Regions from separate parts of the Oryctolagus cuniculus genome. Here region 1 is linked to region 2. The links are chromatin contacts, called in public Hi-C maps. All regions are on one chromosome and are shown on one strand. Each heading gives the region's core, a stretch centred on a gene start, on an enhancer-like site or on the middle of the called end of the contact. The rest is flanking DNA. Distances are from core to core; before and after follow the strand shown.

Region 1 (5,605 bases), core at 280-2,779, 320 kb after region 2:
TTTAAATTCTGAAGGTTTGGAAACAGCATGGACGATGTACTGGGGCTGGGTGGTGGCTCCCTGTTCCCTAGTCCCACCTTGCCCACTGGTATGGGCTGAACCCATTCCTGTGTTCCCTTGCAGCCCAGTAATAACAGATGGAAGCTCTAACCCCTGCGGCCCCCAACGTGACTGAGATCCCTGCTCTGCGTGCTTGGGAGTTCACGGAATGCATACCCACTTCCTACAATTTGTGTTCCTGCAGAGAAAGTCAAATAGAGAAATAATTCACAACACAGGGCATCCGAGAAAAGATGCACAAACAGAGGACAGAGGACTTGTCAGGGGCTGGGATGGGAGGGAGAGCAGAGAAGTCTCCCCTGGGAGGAGGGAGCGCGTCAGATGGAGTCCGAGAGATGAGGCGGATTTCCACAGGTGGTGATAGAATGAAGGGCAGAAGCACTCAGGCATGCAAGCTGGTGTGTTACCAGGTGTGCATGGAGCTCAGGGCGCCGTGCAGGTGGGCAGCTCGCGACAGGCAGCGAGGCCACAGCGGGAAGAGCGTCTGCCCGCGAGCTCCGAGCGCCAGGCCAGAGGAGTTGGTTTCATTGCGGGGAGAATGAGGAGAACTTGAAGGGCTGCAGGAGGAAGCTGCGTGGATGAAAGGTGTGTTGTCACTGACTAACCAGGCAAGTATTCTTTATCTGATGTGCCAGATACTGCCGATACAGTGTCGGAAGTGAACCAACAGAAATAGCTGGTCAGCTGTGACATCAGTCAGTGATGAGTGCAGTGAGAAACAATACGGCAGAGGAAGGAGATAGAGTGTGAGTGTGGTGGGTGCTGGTGGAGCGGGTCAGGGGAGGCATGATATTTGCTCATAAGCTTGAATGAGAGTGAGAGAGTGAATCACTTGAGTCTGATCATTCCAGACTCAGGAATCAGCAAGTGCAAAGGCCCTGAGGCAGCACCGTCACATCCACAGAACAATGCAGAAGCTTCTGTGGTTGGAGTAAGTCATAGGAAGAACTGTGGGTGGTGATGTGGAAGAATTCAAGGGTCAGGTCTTTTTGCAGGAAGAGAACTCTAGTTCAGCGCGAAGGCCTGATCAGGGACCAGGACAAGCTCAGGGGAAACAGTAGGAGCCTGTGGAGTGAGGAGGGCCTTAGCCGGGAGCAATTACAGAATCATACACAGGCTAAGAAAAAGGTACATTTTGGGTTAGTACACAATGTCCCCAAACAGCACTGGCCTTGGGGAAGGCCGGGCTTTGAGGACAGGATGACAGGGGGTACCTCCCTCCCGATCTCTGGTGCCTTTGCCATCGTGTGCACTGTCACCCTCGGAGGAGGAGGAGACCCAAAGTCCCACCTCCCCCGGAGTGCAGACCCTCAGCCTGGAACTGTCCGGGAGCCGGGCGAAGGCAAGGCCTGGCGCCAACGCCTGTCCGTCCCCAGGGGCGCCGGGAGAGCCCTTCCTCTAAGGCTCACAGCACTGGCCCGGAATGTTGGAGGCCGCTGGCAAACAGCCCGGAGCTCTGGCCTGGTGCAGCTCTGGGAGCAATGACGTGTTGAAGCAAGTGGAAGAAGCCGAGGGGAAAGGCAGTGCAGGGGGAGGGGCGGGTCGGCCGTGCAGAGCGTTCCCGGGCCGGGCCGTGTTCCTGGGAAGGCTGCGGTGAGGAGGTGGCGAGCAGCGCTCCGAGAACCACGCACGGCTCGGCTCCCCGAGGGAGCGCGGGCCTCGCCGTGGCATTCTTCTGCACTCGTTTTTCACCCGCGGTGTTCTCCTTTCCCTTCTTACTTGGCCAGCAAAGTGAGCTCCTTAGGAAAGAATCCCGTGCTGCCTCTCTGTTGGCCAGGTTGAAGGGGTAACGTTCCAAAGACACCGCTTGTCAATATCCGTGGCGAGAGCGCCCTCTTCTGGCCACTCTTCCTTTTCTTCAGCTGCCATTTTCCCCGACAAGGCTGGTTGCAGACTTAGCTGGCAAAGGAAAAAAGCCAAACGCATCGCTGAAGAGAAATTGCTTTACCCAAGATTGATAGACCCTTCATCCACAGTTCTAATCCTCGCTTGGCTGTGGACTCTTGAGTCTCCGGACCCAGCCTTTCTTTAAATTGACGCTTGGTCTCTTACTTATCCAGCAAAAAGGCCAAAATGGCGGAGTTCAGAGCTTGCAGAGGTCACTGCTACCACTCAGCGGGTCACTTTCTTGCCTTGGCTGCTATGCTCTTGAAAAGCTGACACAGTGTGCTGAATGGCTGAAGGCCGAGCAATCTCTCAGGCCCTTCAGGGTCCCTACGGAGTAAGAAAGAGCCCACGCCTGATGAGCCCGGAGTGTGGTGGAAAGATGGATGAGTAAACTCAAAATAACACAGGGGAACAAGAACAGGTGGTAACGATGGGGAGGGGGCGTCCCTGGTCTTGGAGGGTATGCAACCGATGTCTTTGGGCCTTCACACCCACGCGTGAAAACAGCGAATGCCTCCCCAGCCCAGATTATTCCTCCTGATGCTCCGCTCTCCATGTGCTAGAGCCCACGGGTCAAACCTTGATGGATGTAAGATATTCCTGTTATAAACTCACAAAATGATTTTAGCTTTAAAAGGGACAAAAAAGTCTATTAATTTGCTCTGATTTTTTTTCCTTCAGTGTCAAGGGGAAATTTTTCTTTTATGACATGAGCATTTTGAGAAACTGAATCTCTACCCTCAGCTAATTAAAATTGCTTTTAGTTGCAGTATATCAATGCATAATGAAAAAGGTTATGGATGGGTTCTTTTAGAAATTATAGCATTGGAAGAGACAATTTTCTTGCAAGACAAGGGAGAACCATATTTAATGAGACCCTTCACAGATCACTTTTGTTTTAAAGAAAGAGACACATGTTATTTATTTGAAAGGCAGAGTATTAGAGAGACACGGAGAGACACAGAGAGAAAGACCCCTGATCAGCTGGTTCACTCCTCAAATGGCCACAACATCTGGGGTTGTGCCAGGCCGAAGCTAGGAGCCTGGGATTCCGTCTGGGTCTCTCACATGGGCGGGCCACAAGCACTTGGGCCATCTTCTGCTTTCCCAGGCACATTCACAGGGAGCTGAACTGGAAGCAAAGCAGATAGGACTCAGACCAGCACTCATACAGGATGCTGGCATGGCAGGTGACACCTCCACCCACTGCACCACAACAGTGGTGCCACAGATCATTCTTCACAAGGAGGGGCCTCACCCCTCCTTCAGGCTCTTATGATATTTGTCCATGGGTGCTACCAATAGCCTGGTGTATATGGAGCTGTGAATGTTACTCACTGTCCAGTGACCTTTAACCTTTGTGTTAGAACATTTGTTTAATGTATTTTTTTTTGCGTTTTTTTCTATGCTCTGATCTTTTGCATGAGAAAAGCTTTAGTTAAAATCAGGAGGAAAAGATGGATGGCAGTGGAGAAAGAACGCTTGGTGAGTTGTGCGAGCCTTCCCATGCCCTTCTCTTAAGCTACAAATCCAGATCAAATACATTGTGAGCTTTTGGAGGCTACTTCTCAGCAGTCACCTATGGTGTTGCTTTTTCATTTTGTTTATTTTAAAGCAGTTTTTAATTGCATGGGAGTCCATTGGCATCTGTGTGACTCCGGTTATCTTTTCCATTTCTTTTTTTCAACGTTGGCTTTAACTCTCTGTGGTGCACTAAAGGAAGTGTCTCTTTCCTTCATGGTGGGATGTCAAACCTTCCTTGCCAGCTGGGATTCCTTTAACCTTTGTTTCTCACACTACGCTGTGTTCAAGAATGTCTGCTAAACCCAGGCCAGACGAGGTTTCATTGGGAAATGAAAGGCTGCGACAGCACCCACCTCTGCTTGGCTGCCTGTGGACTCACCAGCGCCCAGGCTCTCCGTGGTGGCCACCAGCAGCCTCTTTATGGTTTGGGTATGCCTTGCTTGTGTCCCTCATAGGCTCATGAGTTGGGAGTTTGGTGCTGAGAGGTGCTGGGACCTTTAGGAGGGGGGCTAATGGGGCCCCTTCCATCATTGGGGGCATCTGCCCCAGAAGAGAAGCTCGCCAGGAACTCCTGAGCCCAACCCCTGAATTGCTCTCTGGCTTACTGTTCTTTCATTTTTCTTTCTTTCTTTTTTTAAGATTTATTATTTATTTTTAAAGAGTTACAGAGAGAGAGAAAGAGACAGAGACAGACAGACAGAGATCTTCCACCCATTGGTTCACTCCCCAGGCAGCTGCAAGGCCTGGGGCTGGGCCAGGCTAAAGTCAGGAGCCAGGAGTTTCCTCTGGCTCTCCCACAAGGGTGGCAGGGGCCCAAGCACTTGGGCCATCCTCTACTGCTTTTCCCAGGCCAGTTGGAGGGAGCTGGATTGGAAGTGGTTCAGCCAGGACTCAAACTGGCACCCATATGGGATACCACCCATTGCAGATGGCAGCTTTACTCGCTACACCACAATGCCAGAGTCTCTGGCTTCCTACTTTGAGATGTGATCTCTTCCTCCCACACAAGCTCTCACCATTGAGACAACCTCTGCCATCAGGTCCTGACCAGAATCAGAACCGCTGGGGCCATTTGATCTTGGACTCTGAGCCTCCAAAACCCTGAACTAAACAGACTTCTTTTCTTCATCCATAGTCCATTCAGGTATTTCATTACAGTAATGAAACATGGAGTAATATGAGCCCCTTGGAAAAGTGGCCACAAAATCCTTAGATTGTCCCGAGAAACACTGTCTTGCAGATTTGTCAGAAACTCAGACTTGAAGGTGACTTGGAAGAATGCAGAGGCTTAATGTTGTTTTGAACTCGCTCCATTCTTGGCTGGGCTCCATGACCAACTCTGGCTGGAGGCGCGAGGGCTGTGCGTGCTTACAGATGGGAGGCGACTGAGACTTTCAGTTCCATTTCCATTTTTTGTTAGGAGCACAGCTGGTAAATCAAGGATTTAAGTTCAAAATGATGGTAAGGGCCCTCTCTCTACAGGGCTCAGGAGTGTGCTTTTGGGAAGTTCCTCAATGAGGATGAGGAAGGAGCTATGGATTCCCCACCTCTGTTTCAGCCTTAGTAACTCAGGTTTTTTTAAAAAAATTTTTATAAAGATTTATTTGCTTATTTACTTATTTGAAAGGCAGAGTTAGAGAGAGAGAGAGAGAGAGAGAGAGTGTGAGAGAGAGTGTTTCCATCTGCTGGTTTACTCTCTAAATGGCTACAGTGGCCAGGGCTGGGGCAGACTGAAGCCAGGAGCCAGGGGCTTTTTCCAGGTCTCCCACGTGAGTGAAGGAACCCAAGCACTTGGGGCATCCTCCAGTGCTTTCTCAGGTGCATTAACAGGGATCTGAATTGAAAGTGGAGCAGGTGGGACTTGAACCAATGCCCATATGGTATGTCAGTGCTGCAGGCAGTGGCTTAACCTGCTGTGCTACAGTGCTGGTCCCAGCAGTTCAGTTTTAATTCTATTTTCTGTATTTGATGACATTACAAGATCTTGTTTGAAGAAAAGGTTACCCACCAAAACAAAACACAACAAAAAAAAATCCTGTGAAAATTAATAGACTAAATTATTCCCAAATTTCCTACTAGCTCTACAACTCTTTGAGAGATTAATGGTGTAAGACTACTTCAGAAAGTTCATGGA
Region 2 (5,780 bases), core at 106-2,605:
ATCTCCTTTAAAATATTACTTATTATAGACATATAATGGGGCAACATATGTGTCAATTAGAGTTGACACTCCAGAAGAACAGAACTCACTGATGGCCTCAGGAAAGCATGAGGAGGAATCTAGGAATTGGCCTTGAGTTAATCCTCTGCACTGAGATGCAGAAGGAAGTGGATCAGGTCCAGAGGTTGCCCCCTCTCTAGGCAGGAAGAGGGAAGAGCAGGCAGCCACTCATGGGCTGTAAATTTCTTCCTGTTCAATGTGGAGCAGAGGATCCAAGATACCGAGCGAATGGGAGGTTGCTCATGTTCCCAAGTCTTTGATCGCATGAAGGAATTGCGTCCATATTCAGCAGTTTCCCAGCCACAAGGGATAGGGATCTGAGGCAAAATTCTCACCAGAGAAAAAGAAAGGGGAGCAAGGTCCCAACTTCAGAGCTGAGACAACAGCTCAGGGTAGCCTAAGCTGTGCTCTGACATGCTCCCCCATGATGCCCTGTGTCTGCATGTGACTGACAGTGAATATGAGTCTGCATATGAAGGGCAACTGAGGAGCCCAGAGGTGCCCCTGGACCTCAGGTCTAGGCACATGGCAGGTACACAGTAACTGTTAGTTAAATTCATCAGTGAGATGGTGATTGCCTATCATCAGTATGCTACCTGGCTCGTTCCAATTTAAAAACTGGCGAAGCTGAGCATTCAGGTGGAAGCCAACTGAGGGGGATTTAGGAAGGCAGAAGGCAGGGAAGAGGCAGGAAGAAATGCACACTCTGTTTTAAAAATGCAAATCAGCATGCATTCATGCTTTAATGAAGAAAGTGTGAGTCTCATTCAAAACCGTGTTGTCGGATTGGTACTGTAACCACGGGGCAGAGTATATTGTCTAGGTGCTGTGTACCCTTCGAACTCCAACTTACAAAAGGAAAATGATTATGCGGCATTAGGGATCAGTATACTTATGTGTGGTTTATGGACGGAAGCCAGGGCAATGCCCAGTGACAGCAACTGCCTGACAAGGACTTTCCACTCCCATGTAGACCCTGTGGCTTCAAGCCCTATCGGACCAATTCAGAGTTGTAAAAGAGGCAACATTTTAAACATCTCATTGTAGTACTCGAATCTACAAGAATGTGTGGGCTCTCCCCTGCTCTCCTAGGGAATTTTGCCATCAAAGGGGTTCCATTTTCCTGACTTGTTAGGAATGGCAACTTGCTATCTGAACTCTGAGCACTGGATGGCGATCGTGAGTACAGCCCTCAGTCCAATAAATAATGTGTTTTGTCGCTAGATGGTAGTCAAACCCAGTCAAGTTTGCTTTAGCCACTCGCACAAAATCACAGCCCGTATCTTCAGGGTGGAAGGAGATAGGAAATGAGAGGCATTTTGCTGTTCTTTGCAAGCTGCTTTCTGTGGGGGTGTAAGATATTACTCATGTTTATGTGTTGAGTTGAATTCATTAGAATCACTACCTTATTTTACAGGGAAAATAATTATCACAAGGAGGAAGTTTCACTGATATGTTTGTAACTTGCAAGAGAATATTCAGGTTTTTTTTTTTTTTAATATTTATTTATTTGAAAGTCAGAGTTACACAGAGAGAGGAGAGGCAGAGAGAGTGGTCTTCCATCCAATGGTTCACTCCCCAATTGGCCACAACAGCCGGAGCTGCGCTGATCCAAAGCCAGGAGCCAGGAGCTTCTTCCTGGTCTCCCACGCAGGTGCAGGGGCCCAAGGACTTGAGCCATCTTCTACTGCTTTCCCAGGCACATTAGCAGAGAGCTGGATCGGAAGTGGAGCAGCCAGGTCTTGAACCAGGGCCCATGTGGGATGCCGGTGCTTCAGGCTAGGACATAAACCCACTGCGCCACAGCGCTGGCCCTAAAACAAACAATTCTTTATAATAAATATTTTTAAAAGCTTACCTTTATAATTTCATTTTCTACAAACTTTTAAAAATGATTTTTTTTTATTTGAAAGGCACAGTGACAGAGAAAGGGAGACAGACAAAAATCTTCCATCTACCGGTTCACTCCCCCAAATGACTATAACAGCAGGGGCTGGGCCAGGCTGAAGCCAGAAGTCAAGAACTCCATCTGGGTCTTCCACATGAGTAGCAGGGTCCCAAGTACTTGAATGATCTGCTGCTTTCCCAGGAGTATTAGCAGGGAGCTGGAACAGCTGGGACATGAATCAACACTTGGATATGGGATGCCAGGGTCACAGGTGGTGTGTTAACCCACTGTACCACAATGCTGTCCCCTTTAATAAATATTTTAATAATTTAAGTTTCATGGCCGGCGCCGCAGCTCACTAGGCTAATCCTCCACCTTGTGGCACCGGCACACCGGGTTCTAGTCCCGGTCAGGGCGCCAGATTCTGTCCCGGTTGCCCCTCTTCCAGGCCAGCTCTCTTCTGTGGCCAGGGAGTGCAGTGGAGGATGGCCCAAGTACTTGGGCCCTGCACCCGCATGGGAGACCAGGATAAGTACCTGGCTCCTGCCATCGGATCAGCATGGTGCACCGGCCGGAGCGGCCATTGGAGGGTGAACCAACGGAAAAGGAAGACCTTTCTCTCTGTCTCTCTCTCTCACTGTCCACTCTGCCTGTCAAATAAATAAATAAATAAATAGTTTAAGTTTCATATCACAAATATACATAGTGTCAAGGTTAAATATTAGGCTAATTGGGTAAAACTTTTAAGACCAACTTTTGAAGAGCTTGTTGCCCTGTTCAAACTCGCCAGGAACTCAAATGCATGATGATAAGATATAGAATAAGTATATATTTAACTTAAATTTTAGGATTTCTAGTTTATTTCTAATATTTCTTCCTTTTCTCATTAGAGCAATGGGATAATTTAAGGCTTTGCATTCGCGAAGGCATGTATGTGAAGTGCTACCAATAGTTTCTCATGGGACCGGCACTGTGGCGTAGCAGGTAAGGCCTCCGCCCACAGTGCCAGAATCTCATACGGGCACTGGTTCAAGGCCCAGCTGCTTCACTTCCAATCCAGCTCTCCGCTATGACCTGGGAAAGCAATGGAAGATGGCCCAAGTCCTTGGGCCCTTGCACCAGCGTGGGAGACCCTAAGGAGGCTCTTGGCTCCTGGCTTCGGATTGGCACAGCTCCAGCCATTGCTGCTATTTGGGGAGTGAACCAGCAGATGGAAGACCTCTCTCTCTCTCTCTCTCTCTCTCTCTCTACCTCTCCTTCTCTCATTGTGTAAATCTGACTTTCAAGTAAAATAAATAAATCTTTAAAAAAATAGTTCCTCATTTACAGTTATTCTGACTTACGCTCCATAGTTTCAATAGAAGACTGATAGAAAGTATTTGGAGCTGATAATAATTGTATGCTATATTTATATATACTACATAGATTACATTACATTGATATTATAATAACTTTATTCCCAAATTCCAAGGCACTTTTCACTTTTATTCAATCCAAGTTAATCAAAGTGATCTTGTCAGTTCCAGGTCGATTGTTTCCATCTGTGCACTGACGAGTCTAAGCTCTGTAACTTTGGTCCCACCTTCTCTACAGATGGCAGGCCTGACACTTTTTGTCTCTGCTTGATGTTCCATTGCTCCTAAGTCTCATCATACTCCAAAGCTCATCATCTGCTCCAGCCCTGAATCCCCTCTCCCTTCCATGTCCCCTGCTTTAGGGAAGGGACCCTCATCCTCTGGCTAGCCACTGGAGACACAACCCTGGGTTTTATTCTTGATTCCCCTCCCTCATGCCCAGTAAACACTCGACCAATCAAGTCCTGCCCATTGTGCTTCCTACACCTCATTTCATCTTCTCCCTTCTCAGGCCCCCAGAGGAAGGAGGAAGGCAGGCAAAGGTGGGAGAAGTTGACTGCTATGTACAGCAGCCAACTGGAGCAGCCCACGAGAGCTAGTAGTTAAATAAGCCAGCTGATAAATCATTGACAGCTTCAAATTGATCCCAGTGGGAATGTTTACACCAGAATAATTGGCACATAAATCAGATTTTGTGTGCATTTATTTTTGGAGAGCTGATTTAAGAACACAGTTAGTCCAACCCAATCCTACCACCACCCCAGTTCCCCCACAGGAGACAAACCACAGTGACCAATTTGATGCAATTATAAGCTCTTTTACTAAGCTCTTTCACACAATATATTACACAATAAAAATACATATCTATGTATCATGTTTTGTTTAAATAAGCAGATCACAAGGCACTTAATGTTTGTGCAAGCTTTTATCTTATTGAAATCTTGAAGTTTTTTTCCATGACATTCACTATGCATCTAAGTCTTTTTTTTTTTTTTTTTTTGACAGGCAGAGTGGACAGTGAGAGAGAGTGACAGAGAGAAAGGTCTTCCTTTTACCGTTGGTTCACCCTCCAATGGCCGCCACGGCCGGTGCGCTGCGGCCGGTGCACCACGCTGATCCGATGACAGGAGCCAGGTACTTATCCTGGTCTCCCATGCGGGTGCAGGGCCCAAGCACTTGGGCCATCCTCCACTGCCTTCCCAGACCACAGCAGAGAGCTGGCCTGGAAGAGGAGCAACTGAGACTAGAACCTGCGCCCCAACTGGCACTAGAATCCCTGGAGTACCGGCGCTGCAGGCGGAGGATTAGCCTAGTGAGCCGCGGCGCCAGCCTCCTTTGCTTGTCTTAATAGCATTCTCTACTTGGGTTTAATGCTTTTCAGAGGGTATGCAAGCATTTTCCAATGTAAGGAGTTTCCAAAATCCTTCAGCAGCTGTTACTAGCACACATGTTACATGCATCATTTGGGGCTGCTGGAGGCTGCTTCTGGAGAAGTTCCATTCGCAGAAAACTTGAGAAAGCCAAGAATATTAATTATACCAAGTGAATATTTTCTCTTCCTGCATTTTAAGATCATCAATATATTATTCAATCTATGCAATGGAAATTTTTTATTAATTCTAGAAGAGTAACTACTTAGAGCAAAAACTTTTGTGATGTTAGTTCTTACTCTCATTTTATATCAACAAAAATAAGACTGTATCAATATAATTTTTTATGTTCCTTGATTTTTCTGGCTATTATATTCTATTTTTTATTAAAATTTTATTTTATTTATTTGAATGGCAGAGTTACAGAGAAAGAGGGAGGGAGGGAGAGGGAGGAAGAAGGGGGAGAGGGAGAGACAGAGAGAGAGAGAGAGATCTGGTTCACTCCCCAAATGGCCACAATGGCCAGGGCTGGGACAGATTGAAGCCAGGGGCCAAAGCTTCTTCTGGGTCTCCCACATCAGTGCAGGGACACAAGCATTTGGGCCATCCTTCATTGCTTTCCCAGGCCATTAACAGGAAGATGGCTTAGAAGTGGAGCAGCTGGAACTCAAACCATTGCCAATATGGGATGCCCATGTTGTAGATGGAGGCTTTACCCACAATGCCACAATGCTGTCCCCAGATATTTCCTCTTTTTAATGCTTATTTATTTATTTACGTCTACTTGAAAGGCAGAGTAACAGAGGCAGAGGGAAAGAGAGAAAGAGCTTCCATTCAGGGTTCATTCCCCAAATGGCCCAACAGCCAGGGCTGAGCCCGACCATAGCTAGAAGCCAGGAACTCCATCCATGTCTCTGACATGGGTAGCAGGAGTCCAAGCACTTGAGCAGTCATCTGCTGCCTTCCAGGAAGTGTATTAGCAGGAAGCTGGATTGGAAGTGGAGTGGCTGGGATTTGAACCGGTACTTCAGTACAGGATGTGGGAGTCCCAAGCAGTGGCCTAAACCCTCTGATGACACACTGCCCATTCCATGGCTATGAAATTCT

The links. A called contact is a pair of places that touch in the nucleus more often than the background predicts.
Region 1: a Hi-C map of psoas muscle shows a contact between it and region 2, with 6 times the contacts expected there. The contact joins two enhancer-like sites. A contact is called at or near these places in 5 of 6 Hi-C or Micro-C datasets (ear pinna, embryonic fibroblasts, psoas muscle and 2 more).

Annotation. Positions count from the first base shown.
Region 1 is chr4:132,518,947-132,524,551 of mOryCun1.1, forward strand. All of the region lies in intron 2 of LOC103350414 (a long non-coding RNA gene), which reads left to right. Among named protein-coding and RNA genes, the nearest start is that of GYG1, 36 kb to the left of the region's middle. Within about 2 kb of position 1,530, at least 6 of the 8 cell types and tissues checked have an H3K27ac peak or open chromatin away from gene starts, as enhancers often do.
Region 2 is chr4:132,200,191-132,205,970 of mOryCun1.1, forward strand. No RefSeq gene overlaps it. Among named protein-coding and RNA genes, the nearest start is that of TM4SF18, 32 kb to the left of the region's middle. Within about 2 kb of position 1,356, at least 1 of the 8 cell types and tissues checked has an H3K27ac peak or open chromatin away from gene starts, as enhancers often do.